2 separate regions of the Gasterosteus aculeatus genome follow, and region 1 is linked to region 2. A link is a contact called in public Hi-C data. All regions are on one chromosome and are shown on one strand. The core of a region is the stretch at or near the end of the contact, and the rest is flanking DNA. Distances in the headings are between cores, read along the strand shown.

Region 1 (6,413 bases), core at 1,795-4,294, 40 kb after region 2:
AATTTGGGGTACAAATTGCAACTTAAAACATTTGTAAATGTTAAGTTCTTTGGAATGTGAAGTTTCCTTAAGATAACCCTGATGACATCATTCACTCATCAGGGTCATTTTCTCAGACCTTAAAATGTTCCCATCAGAGAGTAAACGGACATTCTTCATCCCTCTTTGTAGGCGAAGTTTTACTCTGCAGCACAATTAAAACGATGTCTAGGAATGAAGAGTGTTAGGTAATTTAAGGTTTATGCTAAATGATTTTGGCGGCCATTAAACCAATCAGGTATCTTGCAAGTCTTGCATAGCAGGGAAAATTCATTCCGTGTTTATCTAAACTGAACCTGCTACAATTACTGAATGCAGAGCACAAGGCCAGATGAGAAGCATCGCAGCATGGGAATGATGAAACATTATTTTAGATATACTGCATCTGCTAAAGGAAAAGGAAAGTAATTTAGATTAGTTTGATGTAGAAGCTGGATGTTCTCCAGCCTTCACAGCTATTCATTACTCATTAGGCTTCATGAATAACGTGTGGACAAGCCATTTTCCCTCGAGTCTCATTGGTTGCTCGTGCTTGTAACTCATGTTAGTTGTGCTCCAGTCCAAACTTGCGCAGTATCTAAAACGTGTTTTCTTTCATTCAAATGCGTATTACAAAAACCATATCCCCCTTTAACAATATACTAGATGAATTACTTGAAGATACTTGGGCATGGTCATTAAACCATTATCACCAAAGTCTGCAGCATCTTGCATCGCCATTATATGCTAAAATGTGGTGAAGCAGCTGAGGGACTACTTGGAGAAAAACACTCTGGAAAAGATCTGTGTATTTCATTGTACCGCTGAGTTTTAGCACCTCCAGTATTGCGTGACAGGCTGGAAAGTCAACTCCTCGGGGCTAACGATATACCATCAACGCCACATTCGTCTTCATTAGAGGCAAGAGCTCAAAGTTAGTGAAGACTCCATCAGGAGGAAGTATTCTGGCGTTTCCTGAACCTCTCATACACAAACAAAGCAAGATAATGAGAGGACCATCCATAAGTTTTAAAAATGGATGTTCTGATCATTTGGTGTTGATGTTTTCTGTGTGGTTAGAACTTTTATTCAACACCTGATCCATCACTGGCAGGTTTATAAATAGTCCCATGCCAAGCAGAAAAGCAGCTTCAATGAGTCAGACATGAAAGGCGAGCTAGTTTTAACCAAGACAATTGACATTTTGCAAGATAAGAAAAATCATTCTGTCACTGTGCTTAGAAAGCAAGATTTCTATGCCAGCTACTGGAATCATCAATTTGAATACTTCTCTTTCAAACCAGAAACATTCTAGCAGGATGCTGTTGCTCTGTACAATACAAACAATGAGAGTTTAAGTGATGGGCTGCCATAAAGAGGCAGGTCAACATTTATAGTTTTTTGCAATTATGAATAATTTACAACAGTGTGAAAGATGGAGGGACGACAAAGAGCCTCAGATGAACATTTGTTTAGCCCATAGTCACAAATGACAAATTTCCCTCTGAGGGTTTTACAGTCCGTACACATGCACCATTCCCCTGTCCCAAAACCCTCAGATCGGCACAGGAAGAGCTCCCCAAAATATGAGTCCTTTCATGTTTAATCCCCAGCCGCTCTACTTTAATGCATCTCAAAATGAAACCCCAAGACAACGGGCTTCACGAAAGGAAGATTGGTCTGCCTGAAAAAAGTTTCATACAACTTGGAATGTTTAAAAGACCATGATATATTTCAACCATATAGAAAGTATCGACGGAAAGGATGCCAAAACGTGGCCCCACCCAACAGAGTAACAGACATTTTCATACACATTTTCTCCAATTAACGGGTAACTTCCTTCCTCGATAAACACAACTAAACAACACTTCCCTGAGGCGCACTGTACCCACTTGAGTATCCCATATGGCTAGATATATATTATTTAGGACCATGAATATACAATCCCTACCCTCCTCTGAACAAGCCTGCTGATGAGGATCAAACAACACTTGCATTCTCGGCCGTGCTCATAAATCCAGCAGGACGTGGAGGTCGTTCTAATGCATTGGACACCCAGCTGTTGGTTCAGACTGACAACAGGCAGATATCTGGCAGATGGGGCTGGAATCCAAGCTTTATGCAGATAAACCATCCCTGCCGAGGAACGAAGGGGATGTAGAGGAGCAGAAGTAGAAAGGAGCGGGGGGTCAACTACTCTTTTTCTGGTGAAGCAACGTTGGAATTGTTTTTCTTTAAAGGTGGAAACATGCTGGTTATTCTTGGGCATTTATAAATATAGCCGGGGAAGAATGTTTTCAAGCTGCGTTAGAAGTAAAAAAAGATAACTGCCGCACCCATTTTTACAGTATTTGTCAAAGCAAATAAAGAAGTCAATTATATTACAATGATATATTTAAATAACTTCACTGCCGACAAGTTATTAACATAAATCTCCACAAATGTTATAATCTAGAGTGAACAAGCCATTGTCAGATTACGGAATATAGGAAAATGGTTTCACCCGTGACCCAGAAGATAAAGCCTGCCAGTTTAAGCTTTATTGTTTTTGTTTTTTTATTGTTACCATCATGAATCTTTAAATGCCTTTTGAATAAAACAAATGAGCTTTAGGTTTTGCATCTGCCACGTACATACAGGATGTTATTTACACTCTTGTGGAGGAGTGCGTGCGCTTCTGCTCCCTCTCAGTTCCTCAAACCGCAGGAGCATGTCTGTCCTCTAGTGGATGACACAGGAAACAACACACACGCCATAGTTTATGAAACGTGGATTGATTCAGTTGCGATTGCAGCTACTAAAAGACCAAATATAAGTAGGGCTTGTATCCAAATGTTGATTTTGATTACTAAATAAAGCAAGCAGCAGCCACCGCTGACGATCTTTCTCTTGTCGTCAAAAGGTACCTTTTCATTGTCCGGTTACGAAACTCCAGAATATACACATTAGTCATTTTCAAAAACAACAACTCAACCAATGAGATCGGTCCTCTCGGTCCCAAAGCTGGGGGAGAAGAACTTGACATACGCCACCCACCAACTTTGTCCCCACTGTTTACATAAACTGCTGCTCATAGAGGAAGACCACAGATCAGTCTGCCGTTGAAGCAGGTGGACGCACAGGGAGACGGGAAACATGTTTTTAACGGGCCTGCTCTGCCTGCTGCTACTGCGGCCTGGCCTCGCCGCTCTGACGACTCCTCCATTGGAAGAGGTAGGTGAGGGTGGAGAGCTGAGGGTGAAGCACGGCGGCTGGTGATTGCACTGCTCGGGACTTCTGCAAAGTACATTGAACTCTTCAACTTTAAACTGTTTATCATCCTGTCAAAACTCGCCAGCCGCTGTCACAGCTGGATTTACATGGCATTCGACCCAAAAGACTAAAGCTCTAAAATAGCCTTTCGTTTTTTGGGCAACAATCATCTAAATTTAGTTACACAGGTTTTCAAACTGTAGTTTCAAAAATAACCCTTAAATGTTGTTTTAAAAGAGGCTAAAACAAACGTTTGTGTCCACTTAAAGCATTTTCATCACTCCCCCAGTCAAAGGGACGTAGTTTCATCTCCTGATGCCTCAGGTATGTCTCTCTACGGCCGGATTGTACAACAATTGTGAGACTAATACATCATGCAATGGTTGTGTTCTCTTTGTACTGTGACCACTGGGGGTTTCCCTTCTCCGCGTTCACAGTGAATCGGCGTCTGCGTCGCTGGGCCCTGATGCCCGACATAACACACCTGGAGCTGCTGGTGGTGGTCGGACCCGATGTCCAGCAGTTCCACAAGCAGGACACAGAACGATACGTCCTCACCAACCTCAACATTGTGAGGCTTTCAGTCGATAGCCGTTTCTGTGTATCTGAAATAGAAGTATGAGGGAATGTCGAGGAACCGCAGCGGGGAAGAGAACTGGAATGCTTTACTGAAGTGACTTGTTTTGAACATTTCTTATGTCGAAAGGGAAAGAAACATCGCTATTAAATCAAAGAATGTATTTAACCAACAAAAGGAAGTGGTTGACCAGAGGTCTTCTGTCCAAACCAACATTATTTTCATTTTCTATCAAAGCGATTTCTATTAAAAGAAGAAGAAAACGTCATCAGAGCAGACCAGAATTGAACAATGGGTATCGTTTTCATCTGACTTATTTTCCAACCTCCACCCAGGCCTCAGAGCTTTTGAGGGACATGGCCCTGGGGGCCAATATGAGGGTGCACCTGGTCCGCATGATCATCCTGTCGGAGCCAGAGGTAACCGGCTGGCCCTTATAAGTTCAATGAATCAAGTTCATAAGTGGATCCATTTTGGATTAGTAGCTACATATAACTACAACACGTGTGACATCAAGCGTGACCAATGACCAAATGGCCTTAAATTCAGATTCTTTATGTTTTATCATCACCATCTTTCTTTTGTTTTTGTGGTCACGCTTCCAGCCAGAGATCCAAATGTCCCCCAACATCACCTCCTCTCTCAGAAGTGTGTGCGACTGGGGCCGAAGGATAAACCCCTCCAACGACACAGACCCACTACACGCCGATCTGCTGTTGTACATTACACGGTGTGTGTTCCCTTTAGCTGGCGGCATTGCAAATGTGTTCTCTTGATATTTGATGTAATATTTGTGTGTTGTCTCCTGTCACTAATAGGTATGACCTGTTGTTGCCTGATGGGAATAACCAGGTCAGGGGTGTAGCGCAGCTGGGTGGGGCTTGCTCCAGTGAATGGAGCTGTGTGATCACGGAGGACACAGGCTTTGACCTGGGCATCACCATCACTCATGAGATTGGCCACAGGTGAAGCAGAGTCACACACATGACCATCAGGGAATCTGAAACATGTAAAAATATGTGGTTACATCACAGCTAATAAAGCAAATAACACTAGACATGGGATTTCTAAGATGTTTCATAGAGAGATGTATGTTTTCAATCAGAAAAACATACTGCAATGTATCAATTGAGTTTCCCCTTAGAGGCAATTTCTATTTCCTTTTATTTTATATAGGTGTGTTTTTAATCAGCAAATTACAGAGCCGCAAAAAAATGTCACTGCATCGTGCAATTGAATCCAGCTTTGTTGAAAGTATGTAGGATCGCTTCGAGTCCTCCACCGTAAGGTCAGTAACAGTACTGGAACCTGATTCATTTTCACCCAGTTTTGGAATCAACCATGACGGTGTAGGAAACACCTGCAGCAAGAGTGGCTTCATGATGGCCTCTGATGGCGGCTACAACAGTGTGGATCTGACCTGGTCTCCCTGCAGCAGACAGCAGCTGCTCACATTCTTCACGTGAGTCAACCAGTTATAAGTCATGAGGTTGTTTTAACTGTTTGCATCGTCACCACTTTTGTAAAGTTTATATTTGCTTCTGATGTTAAATGATTAAAACCTGTCCATTTTAAGCATAGTAACTCTCTGTATCTGCAATAGTTAGGACATGATAATGAGATGTCACTCCTGTTGCCAGTGAAGGTAAAGCTGAGTGTGTAAAGGACCTGCCTGCACTGGGCGGCTCCCTACAACACTGGAAGCCGGGTCTATACTACGGAGTCGATGACCAATGCCGTATAGCTTTTGGTAGCACTGCGAGAGCCTGCTCTTTCACCAACCCTGACCTGGTCAGTCACCCGTACTACCGCTTTGATACCAGAAGGTGGCACTTTGCATCCAAAAATACAGACCATCACCCAATATTTATTCCTCCTTTCTTTTCCATCAGCCGGCTTGTCGAGTGCTGTCCTGTCACATTAACCCTGATGATAACAGCTCCTGCAAACGCCTCCTCATCCCACTGCTGGATGGGACAGAGTGTGCACCTGACCAGGTACTGCTCTGTTACTGGTGAGCCGTTTTGGTGCAGCCATTGAACCACTGCGTCGACCATCCGAGCCTGTTTGCTCATGGGGTGCGTTCCTGTGTTCCAGTGGTGTCTGAAGGGGCGTTGCGTTTCCTCAGATGAGCTCGGCTCCTCTGTGGTGGTGCACGGCTCCTGGTCCAACTGGTCTGAGTTCTCCCCTTGCTCACGGACGTGTGGCGGGGGGGTCACTCAGCGCACGCGTAAATGCAACAACCCAAGGTGACAAGCGTCGGCCGCAGTCAGAGCTGAATATCTCTGAGTGTTATATTGACGTTCAACAGCTGAAAGATGACTGATTTTTTTTCAGACCTGCTTTTGGAGGGAATGATTGTGAGGGATCCGATATTGAGGCTGAACTTTGTCACCAGCAAGTACGTTCTGACTATTGACATTGGGCCTCCTTACAGGAGGTCAATACCATTTACTCGGTGGATCACTGTCCCCTGAATCGTCCCACTGTTTATTGTTCACTTGGAGAATTAGAGACAAAGAAGTCATTGAGCATGGGTCAGATTCAGCCACAAAGGCCTCTACAG
Region 2 (6,436 bases), core at 2,268-4,767:
ATTCTCACCATGAATGGTCAGTCTAAATGTCCTATCCACTTGTCCAGCCACATTAGACACTCTGCACGTGTAGGTGCCACCATCTGCCATCTAGGAACCAAAGAAGGTCGATTTGGTAACAGGGGGCATTTTGAGTCCTTCTATGCTAACTGGCGCATGCATTAACCCATTTTAGAATAGACACCTCAGAGAAAAAGCCAGTGCTACATTGTGTCATGTATGCAGTTAGGTCTCCACTTTTGCCAGTCTTTTCAAATCTGTGCACTTTGAATGTGTGAAAGTCCAACGCATAAGCCTTTTTGTGTAATATCTTGTTTGAAAAGTCCAAAAATACGTTTTTCCTTTCAAATGCCCCCCTCAACCCTTAAAAGGCTTTGTCTGTGTCCTCAAACGGATGACGTAAAAGCATTTTCTCCTGACCTGAACTCCTATGATCTCCAGCTGGTGAGGATCCATCTGCAGCCCGTTCCCTGCGGCTAGTTGCTGCCCATTCTTGTACCATGTGACCTCAGGCTCAGGAACACCGTGTGCTTCACATCGCAGAATGACTGAAGAGCCAACCTGTGGGGTGACCAAGTCTGACTCGGCATCTAGACGGGGCTGCAGGGTGGGCAGGACTGATGGTTTGCACAAAAAGACAAGGTCACGATCTGAGCTTTATTCATTCAGAATTGCTATGATTCAGTCCTCGAACGGTCCTCGGCCACAGCTGGCTCACGGTAAACAGACTTTTATTAGCCAAGACAAGGTTTTCAGATTTGATCATCTGTATACGTAGCTGAATTGTGCAGATGGGTCACCATGTGTATGCTCACCATAAACACTGAGGAGAATGCTCTTCTGCTCCTGGCCTGCCGAGTTGGTGGCCGTGCATACGTATTGTCCGGCATCTTCCAGTCTTGCCCGGGGTAGCTGAAGCATTTGGCCCCCTAATAACATATATTATTAGATTAGATTAGAGAAACAAAGGGCCATTATTAGATTCTAGAAATTAGAAACTAAGGAAAAGCTGCTGTTGTAACAATTGTTCAGGTATTGCGCTTGGCCGTGATCTGACCTGGCAGAATGTGGATGTTGGTGTTGAAGTGGAGCAGCTGGCCATCTCTGGTCCAGGTGATCTCTGCAGGAGGGTACGCTTGGACGTCACACAGCATCGACACCATGTGGCCCTCGATCACGCTAACGTCCTCTTCCTTATGGCCCATTATTCTTGGAGGCACTGAAAGAAATAAAGCAGTGCTTTGTACACTCAAAGGACTTGAGTCATAAAAGAAGATTTGATAACATATATCAAAAATAACCCCCAAAACATTAGAAACCCTGATTAGATGTGAGATTGAATATATATTCAGTGGCAATGCCCTTACGAACTTGTCTTACCTTGCACTGTCAGACTGAAGAGCTTCTCAACTGTTCCAGCTTTGTTCTCAGCCACGCATAAATAACCAGCCATGTCTGAAACCTGCACACTTAGGAGCTGAGAAAATGGGATTGTGTTATTCCTCAATAAAACATGTCCCCGGTGGATCTGTTTACAAACTGGTATTTGTATAAAAGTCTATTTAATTAACCTGGAGCCGACTCCCATCCTCACTGATTATATGCTGTGAGTGGGTGTGCACCGGCTGCCTGTCTCTGAGCCAGGAGATGACTGGAGCTGGGTGTCCGGTCACATCGCAATGAAGGACCACAGAGCTGTTGACCACGGCTCCCACTTCCTCCATGAAGTTCTCGGATGCCCCCATGATCACAGGAGGGACTAAGACCACAGACATCCCCATTAGAAAGCATTTTGTTAAATGTCCAAATAGACGCATGTGTTTTATTCACAACTACACCGTGAACCCGTATGTGTGCTTGCTTACCTAAGATATCCAGCTCAAAGTGCATGCGATCCTCTCCGGCCTCATTAACAGCCTGACATGTAAACTTTCCACCATCATCTTTCTGCACTCTGGCGATTTGCAGCACCTGTCCACCTGAATGGACAAACAGATTTATCTTTCAAACATTTTATTTTCATTTTACATGCATGCACGCTGCAAGCCTTCATCACAAACAACGGCACACAACTGCCAGCAATACACACAACAGACACAAGAATAAAAATAATACAACCCTCCCCCGGATGTATCCATGAAAATGAACCACACCACTGCTTTAAAGTTCGATCACACAGGAAGGCGCTCCCTCTGACCTGGAAGCAGCACCACTCCGTCGGCAGAAGTGAGTTTTCGTCCATCCTTGTACCAGCTGAGCTTGGGAGGGGGGATGGCATTACTATCACAGGACAGGCTGATTGAATGGCCCAGGACCACTTCCCTCTTCTCCACCATGTCCTCATTATCGTCACCCTCGTGTCCGAGACCCCAGGCGGCTTCTCTGTTAGTTATCCGCTGAAAGACTGGGGGAACTAGCAAGACGAGAGCATCTTTGGGTCAGTTCACTTCCTGTGTAATGAAGATTGGACTTAAATTGTTCCAAAATGTTCTAATTATACAACAACCCAATCATGATACTGATTTTGTTAAATCATAAGAGTTTTACCCAACACACCCTGAATGGTGACATGAAAGTCTCTCTTGTCCTCTCCTGCAGAGTTGGTGACCACACAGGTGTACTGGCCCTCATGAGACAGCATGGCGTTCTCTATGTGGAGGATGAAGCCACTCTCCTGAAGGCCGGCATGGACGTTCCCAGTCAGCAACTAAAGACAAAAGGAAACACAGTCAGTCTGTATCAGATGTGGTTTGCAGAGGCTAGATAACAAGTAATATTAACTCAATGAAACATTAGGAGAGGGATAAAATTACTGGCTTTCATAACAATGTCCAATCTGTATTGTGTTTAGACAACACACAGGGAAAAGCAGCTTCATGACAGGATTTTACGTCGTGATATTCAAACCACTGGATTCTTCTTCTATATCTTTGTCAGAATGAACAGGCTCCCTTGTGGCACAAAAACCTCGAGGGTAACGGTGGCTTCTGCAAGTGAATGTCAATTCTATTGAGGCTGTTGCAATTCTCAATGGTTGCCAGTAGAGGCTGATGAAGATTACATCTTTAATCATATCAAGAAATGCAGAGGTTGTAAAGGATGAAACACCAACCTGTCCATCTTTGAACCAATTAACCTTGGGCTCCGGAAAACCTTTAGCCAGGCAGGAGAGAGTCAAACTCCCGTTGATCCGTACTTTCTCTCCCTGACCACCAAACTTTAAAGATACAGTGTCGCCTTCTATCTGTGGTGGGACTGATCAGAAAAAAACAAAACTGGTCTTTAATTCATATTTCTTCCTCATGCACTTTGATGGGTAAGTGATGCAGATGTCTCTTACCCAGAACACTCAGAGAATAATGTTTGATTGCGGTTCCGGCTGGATTTGTGGCTCGGCAGGTGTAGAGACCGGTGCTGTCTCCCCGGGCTGAGCCCAGCCGCAAAGCCTGTCCTCCGCGGGTGTATGTGGACTGAGGACTGGACACGATTGGCTGGTTGTCCTTCAACCACGTGATGCTGGGAGTGGGTGAGCCCTCGACATCACAGGGGAGGACTGTGGGGAAACCCAGGACCACCGACACCGCCGAGGTCTCGCTCGGCCCTTTGATGGTGGGTGGAGCTGGGGAGAAAGAAGACACGTTAATGTTTAACCCCCAGTAAGATCTTCAGCGGCCCCTCAGCACAGGATGGGTTGATCGGGGGAAACGGACGGTTTTGAAACTGAAAGCTTTAAGTTTCTCAGAAATCCCCCAGAGCCTTGCATGAAGGAAATTCTGTGTGGTTGTAAGTGTGCCGGTCACAGATGAGGCAGAGACCTTGCACTGCGAGTCTGAACTGGCGCATCTGAGTTCCTGCGTTGTTGATGGCCAGACACTGGTAAAGCCCCTGGTCCCTCAGTCGTACTGACTTCACCTTTAACACCTGGCCATCTTCTACAAACTCCACATGGGGATCTCCGTCACGAGACAGGACTCTGTCGGGAGGAAGCGGTGGTTAATCAAATGGAATACCATGGGTGTGCGTGGAGCTGAATGTCACATTAATAAATGGCCGAGAGTGACGCTTACTCTCCGTCACGGCTCCATTCCACTCTGGGTGCTGGTCGACCGCTCACTCGACACTGGAACTCGACCTCCTGGCCCAGAACCACAGATAGTTCCTGCAGTCGGGATGCTCCTGAGATCACCGGCGGAGCTGTAAGAGTGTACACACACACACCAGAAATTAACCAGTCAATATTTATGTAATTTGAATAAGAAAATGATCACTTCAAAATCAAACAAATAGGACTTTGGTAGTAATTTGGTAGCTTTTGGAGCGCTCTTCTAAAATATTTTAGAAAAAGAGACAAACATCCCTTTTAACTCTGTACTTGATGCAGTAGGCATCCTTATATATGTCATCTGTCAGCCTCCCACACCCCTCTATTCTATTGTATGCTGAATACCAGTCTCACAGCTGGTTTATGAGCTCACCTTGCACCACAATGTGATATTCTCTCCGGGCCTCTCCAGCTGAGTTTTCAGCTGTGCACGCAAATCTGCCCGCGTGTTCCGGCTGAACTCTGTACATTCTCAGCAACCGGTTTCCATTCTGCAGATAAACCCCGGGACTGCCCACCTGGACATACCCAAATCAGTTTAGTGCATCCTTTGTGTCTATTTGTAATTATAACAATGGCCACTTGGCGGCATTATATAGCTAGTTATCAACAAGGTATATTAATATGCAGCCCAAATTTTACATTAACTGAAAATGGCAATTCTGGGTGAAACAACTCACTGGATGACCATCTTTAGTCCAGGTGATTGTAGGGGAGGGGATCCCAAAGGCATCGCAGCCCAGAGTGAGAGGCTGCTTCAAGGTGACGGTGAGGTTCAGTGGCTGCCCATCGTCCTGGATCTCTGGGGGAACTACAGAGGTACGAATGGATAAAAGGAAAACATACGTTTGAGTGCCGTTAAAGGCATTTTGTTTGTGAAGAAAAAACAAGGTTAACTAAATGCCCACCGTTTACTTTCAGCCTAGTCTTCCTCTCCACAGAGCCGGCCTCATTGGTCGCCACACACTTGAAGTCCCCGCTGTGGCTGGCAGACGCTGTTCTAATTACGAGCGCTCCGTCTCTCGCCACAGAAAGCTCTGATTGTTCGGGCTGTATCTCCAGGCCATTCTTGAACCAGCGCAGCTTGGGATGTGGGGAACCTGCAGGTGCAGAGACAAGAAAAGTATTGTGAGGGAGTACGAACTGAGCTTCATTGATCACGTCAGACAGACAGAAAAGATACTTATATTTCTCTGCTTCGCTACAGGGGGACATAATGGGCAAGCGGCCCAGAGTGGGGGGAAAAAAGGCCGCTCTACATTTATCTGCAGGACAGAAGGGCGCACATTGCCAAAATGGCTTCTTTGTAGAGTTAAAGATTTCAAGGTCATATTAAAAAGAAAGGCACAGCATCCTGGAGAGATGCAAGATGCACGGTTTGAAACACCAGCATCAAGACGTATTGCCGGACACAGAGTCTTGAGCAGGAGGGATATGGGTGGTGGAACGAGCAGCTCAAAGGGCACTGGGTGCGTACACTCAGGAGCCTTAAGCCATGTTCTGTGGATTACTGGGTGCGAAACGAGGCGCAAATGCTCAAGAGAAGAAAGGTGGGGATTGAGGTAAAGGGGAACAATTGAACATGTCGCAAAGAAAGATGAGTGCAGTGGAGTGATTCAAATGTCTATTTGCAGACTGGTTACACATATACCAACACCACAGACAACAAAGTGAAATGAAACACTCCTTCACGTCCTTCCTCAATCGAAGAAAATAACTAACCAAAGGAGACGCAGCACCAGCAAAAGGTGATGTTATCCTCCGTTGCCTCTGAGCACATGTTTACTGTTAAGGAGCTCAAAGCATATTCATTACCTCATTGCTGGGAGGAAATGCCTACAGATGTTATGTTTTAGATTTTAACACATCTCGTTAGTAGACTTTGAGTTTACTTGGGGCTGTTGAAGTCGTAGATTATCTCTTCCATGTGTTTCTTAAATAATTACCTCTGTCAAATGTTATGTGCTTGTCGGGTGAATTAATAATATCCTTTGGCAGGGACTGTGATTTATCTCCCTCATACAGATGGATCTCGAGAGATCAAGCATGGGATCCTTGTTTACGGCTTGTGGATGCCTCTCTGGGATGCCAAGAGCCTCAAGCATTTCCGCGTGAGCCCTCTGTGGCCGGGTACAGTCTGCCAAGCGCGCCTGTACCACTTGCAACGGGAGGAAGGCTGAAGTGCAGCTTCATCTTCCGGTTCCTGTGCTTCAAGGTGCGCCTCAGACATCTCTGTCCTTCATCTGCAAGCAGCAGCCTGTAATTAGGATTCCTCTCCCAGCAGGCCCCCGATCCAGAGGAAAGCAGATGTAGCTCACTGAGGCAGCATGCAGA

What was found. A called contact is a pair of places that touch in the nucleus more often than the background predicts.
Region 1: a contact with region 2 is called in a Hi-C map of skeletal muscle, with 6 times the contacts expected there. The contact joins the promoter of adamts13 here to the enhancer-like site in region 2. A contact is called at or near these places in 3 of 6 Hi-C or Micro-C datasets (skeletal muscle and tail fin).

What each region holds. Positions count from the first base shown.
Region 1 is chr13:15,663,072-15,669,484 of fGasAcu3.hap1.1, forward strand. adamts13 (ADAM metallopeptidase with thrombospondin type 1 motif, 13) reads left to right here and starts at 3,045. Exons shown (of 29, transcript XM_040195756.2): 1 at 3,045-3,231; 2 at 3,540-3,594; 3 at 3,708-3,841; 4 at 4,183-4,266; 5 at 4,453-4,577; 6 at 4,666-4,812; 7 at 5,175-5,309; 8 at 5,488-5,638; 9 at 5,740-5,844; 10 at 5,945-6,096; 11 at 6,185-6,248. The coding sequence starts at 3,154.
Region 2 is chr13:15,622,399-15,628,834 of fGasAcu3.hap1.1, forward strand. hmcn2 (hemicentin 2) reads right to left here. Exons shown (of 81, transcript XM_040195063.2): 26 at 5,011-5,202; 27 at 4,783-4,913; 28 at 4,476-4,620; 29 at 4,068-4,194; 30 at 3,816-3,973; 31 at 3,341-3,619; 32 at 3,113-3,255; 33 at 2,557-2,707; 34 at 2,198-2,413; 35 at 1,866-1,979; 36 at 1,572-1,759; 37 at 1,381-1,477; 38 at 1,058-1,219; 39 at 816-929; 2 more. Among protein-coding and RNA genes, the nearest start is that of hmcn2, 22 kb to the right of the region's middle. Within about 2 kb of position 3,518, at least 1 of the 9 cell types and tissues checked has open chromatin away from gene starts, as enhancers often do.